Regions from separate parts of the Mus musculus genome. Here region 1 is linked to region 2. Evidence: chromatin contacts called from public HiCAR-type data. All regions are on one chromosome and are shown on one strand. Each heading gives the region's core, a stretch centred on a gene start, on an enhancer-like site or on the middle of the called end of the contact. The rest is flanking DNA. Distances are from core to core; before and after follow the strand shown.

The links. HiCAR-type assays count read pairs that join an accessible place to other places.
Region 1: a HiCAR-type map of fibro-adipogenic progenitors shows a contact between it and region 2, with 3 times the contacts expected there. The contact joins two enhancer-like sites. A contact is called at or near these places in 6 of 484 Hi-C or Micro-C datasets (nephron progenitors and uterus) and 1 of 115 datasets of contacts at active chromatin or transcription factors (fibro-adipogenic progenitors).

The regions. Positions count from the first base shown.
Region 1 is chr11:45,270,225-45,276,733 of GRCm38.p6, reverse strand. No RefSeq gene overlaps it. Among named protein-coding and RNA genes, the nearest start is that of Gm12159, 160 kb to the right of the region's middle. Within about 2 kb of position 2,028, at least 25 of the 459 cell types and tissues checked have an H3K27ac peak or open chromatin away from gene starts, as enhancers often do. A contact at or near this core is called in fibro-adipogenic progenitors, where this site is marked.
Region 2 is chr11:45,069,861-45,075,897 of GRCm38.p6, reverse strand. No RefSeq gene overlaps it. Among named protein-coding and RNA genes, the nearest start is that of Gm51859, 16 kb to the left of the region's middle. Within about 2 kb of position 4,462, at least 20 of the 459 cell types and tissues checked have an H3K27ac peak or open chromatin away from gene starts, as enhancers often do. A contact at or near this core is called in fibro-adipogenic progenitors, where this site is marked.

The DNA of each region.
Region 1 (6,509 bases), core at 779-3,278, 200 kb before region 2:
ATCTTCCCAGGTCTTCCCAGAGAACCTGTTCTCTCCTGTGTTTCCAGGACTGTGGGCGTCCATGGGCTATTCTAAGTAAGGTTGTAAGCTAAGTGTTGAATCTGTGATTGCATCTTGTTTTGGAAGAAGACCATCCTGCAATTCAACTACTCCCACCAGACTACTCTGACAAGTGGCTGTTTAGCATATATCCTAGGATGCTTTTCCTTTGTGTTTTCTTGTACACTTTTTCAACGGTAAACTATATTATTTCAGATTGGTGAGATAGTTCCATATGGACTAGTGAACATATAGACCATGTATTGAAGAAACGACCTTTTATTATTTAAACATTTACTCCATAAACTCTGTCATAAGACTAAATTTCTAAGAGAGGCCCATTGGACACACAAACTTTATATGCCCCAGTACAGGGGAACACCAGGGCCAAAAAGGGGGAGTGGGTGGGTAGGGGAGTGGGGGTGGGTGGTATGGGGGACCTTTGGGATAGCATTGGAAATGTAAATGAGCTAAATACCTAATAAAAAATGGAAAAAAAAGGACTAAATTTCTAATGAGAATTGCTCAAGGGATCTACTTGAGGGAACACATGTTCAACAAATATTTTTGAGTGCCTGCTGTATGCTACTGTGATAATGATGGACATCCCAATGATGAAAACAGTTGGTTCCCCCTCTTGAGAACTTTACAGTAGACTGGGAGTAGAATAATTAGTCAATTAGGAAAATCGTGTTTGTAAGACAGCCGAGCATCTAAGATGCCTGCTACAATGAATCTTTCCCACACAGCTTATGCCTAGTCTAAATACCAGCCTCAGACTGCACTTTATGCTCCTCATCTTCTCTGAAATGTTTTCATTATAGAAACTATAAAATACCAGCCCTGCTCCAGTTATGGGACCATGGATTCTGACTCACTTAAGCAAGATTCCGTGAGGTGGTACTCCCTGCCCCTGCACAAGGCCACCACCCCACATTAGACACATGGCCATTTTAGTACCTAAGTTTTGAATCCACTTGTGTTTGCTGGTCTGATAAGGACAGTTTATATCACTGTCCAAACTAGCATGACAGACTTGAGGGTGTGTCTTTCTATCTCTAAATTACCCCTAACCCTAAAGTTCTTGCCTGTCCCTAGAGGCTTAAGGAAGGGACTTCTGTTATCTGCTTTCCTGATATGCTGAACTAATGGTACAAGGCTCTCTTGGCTATCCAGCCTGGAAGAAACAGAACACCAATTTAAATCATGAAAAAAAAATCCCTCAGTGAATCTATCATCATTAATCTTACTGTCAGTTTTAATTTTGGGGACATTACCTCACTCAACACCAGTTGAAAAGAGCTGCCAAAACCTATGATGTCATCATCACTGGCCGTGTCTGACCCTGCCTGCTGATTCTCAGAGCTCAAGCGAGTTAATAAATCCCCTGGCGCTTGGACACACAGTGGAGTTTTATTACAATGAAGGTATAACCCATGATGTTGTTCCAATTAAATGGCCTGAGAAAATACTTTCTTGTGTTTAGCAAAACTGTAAAACATAATTATCCTCCTGCAGTTGATTTTCATCATTGGCCAGAGTCTATGCCACTTCTTTCATACATGCGTGGACACACACACACACACACACACACACACACACACACACACACACAAACACAGAGGCTCAGAGAGGAGTAGAAGGAAATTCATTGAGGTTGCTGCATATTCAACATGAGCAGCTTTTCTAGATTACCAGCTAGAGACCTAGTGGGTGGCTGCCAACCTGCATGGCATCCAGGCACTGCTGTGTGAGAGGCAGGTGAGGGCACTGTGGGGCTTGGCACAGAGCAGAAGCTGGACTGTAAGAAAGGGTGGGGGGGTGGAGCTTTGGATGAACCTGGAGACCGACAGCTGTTCTCTCAAGACTCTGGGCTGCATCGCTCCTCAAATATTTATGAATAATTTCCTTCGGCGTGTTTCTGACTGCTCAGGATATTAGTTTTTGCTGCTTTCCTTACTCATGGTCCATCTGAGGTCTTCTGGCCTGACCCTCTTGTGAAGTCATGCTGCCGGCCAGGCGCCACCGTGTCAGGCCACTGCCATGGCGTCAGTATTCCAGGCCACAACATAGGCTTTGCCACTGCAGCTGGAGGAGGGCTGGGCAGGGTGGAAAGGAAGCTCCTTCCAGCCCACTTTCCTCATATATAACACATAGAGCCTAAGGGAGAGAGCATTGGGTCCATGCCTAAGAAGATGAATGTTTTCAAACACCACACGGGGGTGATTGTGTCCTGTGGTAGCCGCTGTCTAGAGGGGATTATTATGCGTGTGTGACACAGATAGACACATTTTAAATTTTTCAAGCATCAATATTATGGCCAGAGTCTTCACGAGTCCCCTCCCTCTGACTTATTCCCAATGACTCCTCCTGAACTCTTCTCTCCCCCACCCAGCCAGCTCCCCTAAATGGCCCTCATCAATCACACCATTGCAGTACAGTTGGCTTTGCTCAGAGCACAAATGAGGATGAGTGGAAGACCCCCAAGCTCATTTTTCATGCCCATCTCCAACAGGAACTGCTCCTGGGTCTCCAGGGGTGAGTGTGCAGTACACAAATTCACTGTCCCTTTTGCCCTCCCAGATGGAAGCCCTTTGAGAGTCTTCATTATTTTTTTAGCAGTCTGGTATAAAGTACATCCATGCCCAAGACACATCGCCTGGTGTAAGAGTCCTTGACTGCATTCTCTTAGCAGTCCCTGCTGTTTGTGGAAAATTGTCTTGGCATACTTGTTAAACCTCAATAAATATGTTTTAAATAACTGTGAGGTCTTTAACATATAATAACTGTCTGATTAAGTCTACATTACATTCTTACACATGGCACTTAATTTGAAGTGTGACCAGTGCTTGGTGAGCGCTGAGAAGACATCTTTGGGGGAGAAGAGGGTGTTTAAGGGTCTTTGATGATGTAATTAAACTACATTCTTTTAGGTTCGTGCATGGGTAATCCAAGTAGAAGAAGCTTGCAGCAGAGTGGAAATAAAACACGGAACTTGAAGTTGAAAGGCCACATTCAGTACCCAGTTGTACGTGGTGCATATACGGCCCTCATATGGTAAGGCAAGGGTGACGACTGCTGTTTGACATTTTTATATCCCTTTTGACTGCTCAGCATGAAAGTTTCAGATGAGAGCTTATTCTGTACAAGATAATGAAGACAAAATATTGGGCTATAATGCACCCACTTCCTTTATGGGTAATGTCTGCCCTTCCAGTTCAACTTTGCCCCTTAGTTGCTAAGTTATAGATACATGAAAAAGATCATATGTACTTTCATGCTCTAATAGGTAATACTTTCATAATCTTCCATGTAGAAGGGGAATGGGCAGAAAGAAACTTGCCGAGAACTGGTGGAGATCGGGGGTTATTCATAGTCTTTGGAGATAGACATTGTTCAACTGGGGTTATCATCCAAAGTGCTCTTGAGCATCAAAAGGCAGAAAAGACTGTGTGCAAGTCTCATCTGGGCACTATTTACACTATGGAGTTGGGAAGTGTTGTGGACAGAAAGATATAGTGACAGCTATGTCAAAGGATGCATGTTATGGAAAGCAAGTGCTGGAAGGGTCAAAAACGGGGGGTGCTGAGCTTATGTGACAATAAGCTCTGTGAAGGAAGAAGCACTTACTCTGATATGGATACCACTAATCCTTGATAAATATTCATCTGAGGATGTGGCTTTAGTCTAGATGACTGTGGTTTTATACTGGCAGAGCCATCAGCTCCATCTTCATTTGGGAACTTGCTAGAAATGCTAGCTCTTAGCTTCCACTTCAGATCTCTAGAACCAGAAATGCTAGAGGCAAAGCCCCGCAGGGTTGTGACCTTTGCACACCCTGGAAGTTTGGATGCACCAAGGTCTTGAGAGCCATTGCTCTAAAGCAAGGTTGTCACCTTCAACCATACTAATATTGATTGACTGCATTGTAGGTTATTCAGCAACAACCCTCATCTCTACTCACGGGATGCTAGGGCCATGACCCAGTCCAATCCAGTTGTAGAAGTAAAACTACATCTAATTATAAATATCTGAGGTGGCGGGGGAGGGGCAAAATCACACCCCTTGATGGGCAGTCACTGCTTTGTAAGAAAGAACAGCTATGAAAAGTTACAAGGGTAAGAATCAGAGTGTGTTGGAGAAATGAGTTCTGGAGCCTGATGAACATTCTAAGTCAAGTAGAGGCATGTTAGAAATCAAGCTGGAAGGGAAGGTGAACGTCACGATTCAGAAGCCATTAAATGGAGTCATGGTGTGTTTAGACTGAATTCAGAGGGCAACAGGGAATTGCTGGAGGTTTTAGATAGTGGATGACCTAACTACATATAAACTTCAAATTACATTAGACTAGAGTAGTAACATTTGAACCATTATGAGAAATACATGTCTATAATAGTTTATAATATACATTCGTGTGCACATTTAACAAAACTTTTATACTTATACTTATTTTGTGTGAGTGTGTGTGTTGTGTATATGTGCATGTATATATTTATATGTGTGTGCCTGTGGTACACATGTGTAGATTAGAGGAGGATCCTGGGTATCCTCTCCTGGTGCTTTTTGACTTTCTACCTTGAAACAGGGTTTCTTGCTATGTAAGCTCCAGGTATCCTCCTGTCTCTGAGCTCTCAGTGCTGGAGTTAACATCATGAATGACATATTGGACCTTTATGTAGGTACTGTGAAGTCATGTCTCCATGCTTATACAACAAGCATGGTTACTCACCGAGCCATCCCTAAAAATGACTTTGAACAATGGTTTGTATTCTTTGGTAGTTTATAATGTGGGCAATAGTCTACCAGGGGATTTCCAATACATGGGCATGGTCCAGAGCTTGAAAAATACTGAATTAGAAATCTGTGTCATTGGAACTGAGTAGGACAGAGAGCCCAGGAAAGGAATGGTTCAATGGCCCATGCAGACAATTGTGGGGACTTCAAAATGATAACAATAAAAATGGTCAGGAAGGAACCATAAGGAAGAAGAGGAAGTCTGAAGAAATGCCATCTACAGCCCACTAATAAATAGATGCTTAAATAACTGAGTCTGCAAAGGCCATTTCTGTCTTTGGAAACTTGGGCAGAGAGATAGATGGCAATAGTTTTACTCTAAATGACCCCTGGAATTCGAGCTGCTTAGCATGGTGGAGATATTCTGTAAAACAGGGAAGGTAGGCTGTGGTGTGGGTGAGGTCTGGGGTTGGTGTTGTGCATTTATGAGTCATGGCCAGGCAAGGCCTGGAGGATGAGGTCACCAGAAGAGGGGGAATGTGGTTTCTCAGACTAATAGCCTCCCCCTGTATATTGATATCTATCTGAGCAGCAATACACATTTCTAGTGTAATAAAGACCCACTCAGCAGATGGTATCACGTCATAAATAAGTGAAAGCAAGCCCAAGACGTGATCTTTGCCCTTGGAGAAGCTGTAATTCATTTAAGTCCTGTGGTTTGATATGAATCTCATTGCCACATGCATTGAGCATCAACTATTGGCCATCCACTATTTTAAGTGCTCAGAGATGAAGAGCAGTGAGCAAGATAAATATCCTTGCCAGCATGGGGCTTACTCTCTAATTATAGGAGGCTAAGCACTAATTAAAATAAAAAATAAACACAGTCTAGATTGTGTTGGATGGTAGTAAATGATTTGGTAAGCATAAAGCTTTGAAGGAATGGGACACCAGGTGAAGGAATTGCAACTTGTAAAATTTAGTTGGTGGCACTACAGACCAAAGCCTGTTTTCTGTGTATGTTATGCAAGCACTCTACCCCACAACTACTCCCTCAGCCAAAACTGCAGCTTTAAATTGGGATTGAATCCTTCTGGGTTCCTGATTTATTGAGATAACTGGCATGATCTGAGATAAAGGCATCAGGGGTTAATCCTTGTCATACCAATGCAGAGCATGACAGAAACCCCCATGTTCACCAGAATTCTGTTACTTCAAGAACAGTACCTGAAGAAGCACCTTATGAAATGAAGACTAGGTTTTGGCTCCTAGTTCCAGAGGTTTGCATTTATGATGAGCTTGTTCCATTACCACAGTCCTGTGAGTAGGCAGACCATTGTGACATCAGGGGGCAAGGCAAAGACAAGCTACTCACTTCTTGGCAACCAGGACACAGAGATGAACAACCAAAAGAACCCCAGAATAAGATATATCATTCCTAAGCTGTATCTTTCCCAGTGATCCAGTTTCCTTAACTAGATAGACTCCACTTCCCCATAGCATCATCCTATGATGACTTTATCAATGGATTAGTCCACTGATTAGTCATAGCCCTCATCATCTAGCCATCACTCAATGATCAGATCCAATAACTGGTGACCTGGCACACAGGCTTTTAGGAAGACTATATCAAAGCAGAATGTGGCTGAAGATATATCTCAGTAGTCAAAGTGCTTGATTTGCAAGTACAATCTCAAGAACCTACAAAGAACAGGCTGGGTATGCCAGTATGTGCT
Region 2 (6,037 bases), core at 3,213-5,712:
TAATCCAGAAAAACCTCTAAAGTCTTATCCAGGCTGTCATTTTAGTCGTCTCTTGGTCATTATTCATTGAGGAATTAACAACAGCTCTTTGGATGGCTGCTATGATATGAGTGACCATTACTACCAGAGAAATGATTAGTGCAATGCTTCAGATCATGGACTTGAAATCCAAGTTCCCAAGTATTTAATTCATTAGCTGCAGAGCTTTGAGGCTGATGATTTAACCCCTGCCTCTCCACATTACTACAGCAAAGATCATGCTTCTCTCGTGTGTTGTAACACTGAGCTCCTGGGCTGCTTAGAATTGTTTCTTGACAACTGTTGTCAGTGTTATCCTACATATCCTAAGTAGCAAGAGAAAAGCATATTCCAGACAGAACAAAAAGGGATATGTGGAAGTTGAATAGGCTAGGGAAGAGAGAAGTGCTAGAATGTTCTTTCAAATCTTATTAAACACTTTAACCTTTGTCTGTTCAGTGATAGGATTCACTAAATGATTTTAACCAGGTGGGGCCTACTGTTTGGCTTGTGTTTGAAAGAAGTACTTTGCCTGCACTTCAGAAAAAAAAAAAAAGGACTGGGAATATTCCAGAAAATAAATATGGTGGCATTGTGTAAGTGGCACCTATAATGATCAAGCAATGGACCAAGTATCTTGGATAACAATGGTATCAGAAGAGGCAGACATAATCTTCGGATATTACCTGGTACTTCCTAACTTACACTACCAGCTTTACTTTAACTTTACTTGTGGTGATAAAGTGATTTCTTTTTATAAATCACATGTTCAACCTCACATATTACCACTCTTAATGGGAATGATAGTCTTGGATTAATATTTGAATATCAAATTATTTGCTAAAACTATGGAATTTTTGTTAATTAAAAATGTCAGTAGGATTGGCAAGATGGTGCAGTAGATAAAAGAGCTATCAATGGATCCAGAAGACCTGTACCATTCCCAGAGTCCATCTAATGAAACCAGAGAACTGACTCCTGCATCTTGTTCTGTAAATGTTCATGTGTTCACATGCACACTGGTATGCACACACATACACACACGCATACACACACATACACACATGCACGCACGTGTGTGCACACACACACTTTCAAAAACCTCATAAAAATAAATAATAAATATAACTTAAAACTTTAAAGCATTTTTAAAAAGTTTACAGATATTCTTGTGTTCAGGGCTCAAAGAAGGAAGGAAATTCTTGAGCAAATGATAAATTCTGTTCTAACAACATGAAAATAAAAGTGATCTAAATATGTTGACTATATCTTTTCCAGGGCTGGCTGGCTGGGTTTTATGGGAGATGCAGAGCCCTTTGGCATCTTCAGTGGAAAAGTTCACCTTTCTGCATCTGACCTAGAGTTTGTTCTTGCACGAAGATAGATTTTAGCTAATTCTGCACAGGCCTGTGTTGACAGTTTACAGATAGGAAACTTTCAAAGACAAGCTTGGAAAATAGGTCTTGGCTAGAATGTGTGATGCAGGAAGAAAACAGTTGGAATGAGATTAGAGTCTTCCTGTTTATTGCCAGGAAATGAAGATAGGATGCAAGACACTGAATGACAGAAGGAAGAAAGAAATCACTCAGATCTTGTCAGGCACTGTTTTCCTACGTTACTAGGCTCTTTACCTACCAAGTAAGGCCTGGACTCTTCATGGTATACTGTGAGTTTGCTTAGGAGTCTTATTTTTCAGGAAGGAAAATAACATGCAAAAAAGCTAAGTGACTCTTTCAATGTAGCATGGTCTGAACATTTAGAGATAGAAGTTGGACTTGAACTCCTTATAGTCTGGTCCCCAGTTGCCCTCTTTCTAGCATATGAGATCTTGATAGTTGTTGAGTTGTACCCTAGGTCTTAACATTGGCTTAACTGGTCTCCTTTCGTGGATCCCTCACCACCAACACTCCTCTCTTTAACGTGTTAATATCTCCTTTGGGGAGTGATGAGAAAGGAGGGTACATGAGCTGAGAAAAATCACCAAGTATCCTCCTTTATTTCTTTCTTCAGTGTGAGAGCTTAACGCTTTATGACAAGATACTGGAAGAAGGTAGGAAAATCGGCTCTGTAAGGAGGGACAATGAAATGAGTTTGAAACATAGGTAACATTTCATGACTGTGAAACTAGAACTTGGGTCTGTTTTACAAGAATCTGAAGAATTTAACAATGGGAACAGTGTAACTACAATGGGGGTACATCACTCTTTTTCTATTCATGGGATCTCTACTTGTGTCTCAGTATGATCACTAGGGCCAGGTCTCCTCTAATACTCTTCTGATCATCAGAATTATTAGCAATTGTTTCCTCACTGAGGGTATTATTTGAGTTACATAGAGGATAACCATTCTCTGGAAGGCACTAATTGCTTGAGTACCAGAAATGCCGTAGTCAAGTCTTTAACAGCTCTGATGGTTATGTTAGTAAGTTATTAAAATATCAGAATTAATTAAACACACATGCGCGCACACACACACATACCCACACAAACATTTCTGTCTGTCTCTCCTTCAATAAGTCATATCACTTTGATATGTTTTACTTAGCTTCTTGAGACTGATGGTAGAGCTGTTTGTGTACTTATACATATATTTCTATGTATACATATTACTATCGATACACTACTATGATTCATATGTGCTATTCAAATTAGCCTTCCTTAGATCCGTGAGTTGCACATGGCATTGAAGAAAAGTTCTTTGTTGGTTTATTTCTGGAATTTGTAGGCCAAATAACTTCAGACTCATTCTTCCCTCCTCCTGCTATCACCCTTCCTATCTGGAAAATGGAAAAATCACATACAGTTGAAGTCAGTTGGAGAACCAGGGATAGGTACAGTTTAGTTAGGTCCTACTGTGTACTAGATGCCATGCCACTGTCTTATATGTTTCCCCTTTTAATCTGGATAATTGACCTATGAGAAAATCAATACAGTCTTGCGTACTTAATAAATGAAGCCTACAAAGGTTTAGGCTGTCATGTCCAGGCTTCCTCATTATTCAAGGGGCAAAATGAAAAGTTCACCTTTCCTGCTATACCCATAAGCCAAGGCGTCTTGACTTCCTGTGTGCCAGCCCTATACCCAGCAGCATGCTGATGGTAACATAGGTCTGTTGTCACAGGAGCCATACAGCCCAAACTCAACACCTGGTAGCTGACTCCTTTTCTAGGTGTGTTCTGGTGTGTATCTTTTCCAGGGGAAACCTAACTCCAGGCTACATTTTCATAGAGAAGTAAAGAAAGATTACAATTGTATACATAGGGGCTGGAAGATAAAGGCTAATATTGAGTTGAGAAAAGGGCATGCTAGACAGGAGCCCCTGATGTCTTCCTAATTCTATGTAGACCCTTCCCTATTCTGGCTATCTTTACTCTCTTTGACATAAATAGATATTAACCTTTGATGTTTAATGACTAACTTTAAAGACATGATGGAAGCTATTGGTCCTCTATTTAGCAAAATTAATTTACACACACACACACATCTGCAGACAGTTGCAAGGACTAAACAGCACTGCCTAATAGTCTATGACCCTCTCTTCATTTCCTACTACAGATGAATAACTTTCAGAGTTCTGCAGATTTGTCCAGGCATCTTCTGCAGGAAAAGATAAGAACTCTTTGGGGATGTCTTATGTGAGATATAAAACTACTATTTGTTTCTTAAGAATGAAGGATTTACAGAGCAGTCTGTGACTGAAGAGAGAGTTCATTTGATTAGAGAGCCTGCACCAGGCTCTGAGTTCCAAAGCTCAGAACTATATAATAGATGTGGCAGAACATAAAAGCAAGAGTACCAGAATTCCAAGGTCATAAGACTCTGTCTTAAAAATAAAAACTAATATCCCATCATGGTATTTAAACAAAAAATAAAGAAAAGATAAAATACAGATAATATGGCATATGTATTTTTTCAATTTTACATCAAAACTTTACCATGTTAAAATAATTCTTCTCTTCCTATTAACCATGACATCGAAATAATAACAATGATGAAATGTACATAGATGCTGGTAACTCTTAATAAATGTTCTACATGCTTTCACGCGACCAGTGTTGTTATCCACTCTTACTTGAACTCTCTTAAGAGAAGACATTCTTTCTCTTAAATGCCTGGACACTGCAGCGTGATGGAAGTGACTGAGACATTGGCATTATTGCCTGGCTCTGACAATTACTTGGGGAAATCTTCCCTTCCCCAAGAATATAAAAGGATCCTGCCAACTAACTGGCCACTCAGCCAGCGAACCCAATGATTCCTGGCTCTCCAAAGTTCATCTGTTAGAAGTCATTGGGTTAATTGTGCAATGCCCCGGGCCCTCCCCAGAAGAGCCCAGAAAAGTTTAGTATGCCTTGTGTACCCCCATTGTTCTCTAGGAAAGCTGATGTTTTCCACCTCAGATGGTATGTTGCAAATGCTTTATCCCAGAGACACTGGGGGCCATGAAGAATGGAATGCTGCCCACAGCCAGATGTTTGTAAACCTTAACTCTGAAATGTGGCACAGTACCATAAACTGTCAAGTTGTGTAAAAACTAAAGCAAAGACAAAAACAGAATGTAATATTTACCAGATGAGATTTCTTTATGTGTGTAATCTTGTTGGAATTTTGGGAGTATTCAACTCTCATCCATTTCAAAATGGGGTTTGGGTTCCGCCCCAATTTACCCCCTACTCCTCACTCTTCATCTCTCCCTCCTGCCAAGGAAAGGGAAAGTACCAAGCATGAAGGTCTCTGCCCTAACAAAAAGAGAACTTTGTGTGGCCCCGGCATCAACTATGCATTTAAAGATTTGCACAAGACATTTTGCCACCAACGCAGGGTACAAGACCTCTAAACAATATTTCTGTGACCCTTGATTCTAAGAGTTTGGGATAGCAATAGGATGCTGTGTGTTTTGACAATTGTAGTCCTGCATGAGCAGTTGAACAGTGGCAGAAGTTCTTTTTCAGTCTGTGCAAAATAGAACTAGGTTCAAATTGGAATCATCAGTTAGATATGGGAGAAACGATTCTCTCTATGGATGGGATCTCAACAACATGTCTAGTCTGACAGAAGAAGCCAGGAGACAATACCTGGTTAAACTAATTGGTAATGTGAAAACCTGTGAAAAAAATGAGAGGATTTTCAACCCATTTGAGATGTGATCATTATAAATAAACATCATGTTATGCCAGTTTTTAAATTTCATAAGATTGTGTTTATTTTATGTATATGTGTATTTGTCTGAAGGTATGTCTGTGCACCAGAATTTGTTGTACCTGCAGAAGCCCAAAGAAGGTGCTGTATCCCCTGGGAGAAGACTTATAGATGTTGTGAGCCAACCATCTAGGTGCTAGATACTGAATCTGGGTCTTCTGCAAGAACACCCAGTGCTCTTAACTGCTGAGTCAGCTCATCACTCCTGTTATTCCAGTTTTAATTTATAAAAAGCAAATACAAGCTTCATTTGGAAGCTTGGTGGTAGATACCTTTTCTTTAAAGAGAGGAAGTGAAATCTTTGATCGGGTAGCTTCATTAGGACAAAGAGATTTGTCAGAGGTAAGCCTGTATTGGTTACTACCCTGTTGCTGTGATAAAGTATCCCCAAACAAGCAAGGTAGTGAAGAAATAGATATTAGCTTACAATTGGGGACAGAATCCATCACAGTGGGGGGAGACATGCCAGCTGGGTGGCAACGAAAGGAAGCAAGAACAAGAAACAAGCTGAAGGGTGATCACAACTGCACACAGAAAAAGAGAGAAAAAACAGAAGTGTGTCTGGCTTTAAACCCTGAAAACCACACCCTCCCGGGGGGGGGGGGGGAGTAGGATTATTTCCTCCAGCAAGACTCCACCTCCTAGAAATGCCAAAAACATTCCAATAAACAGCACCACCAGCTAAGGACCACCACCAGGACCAAGTCTTCAAATACATGGCTTCAAATACATGGACACTTCAAATTTAAACTACCGGAGTGGTCTAAAATGTTTGTTAAAAGGTGGATAGAGTTGAGTGAAGGAGAGTCAGAGCCAGACCA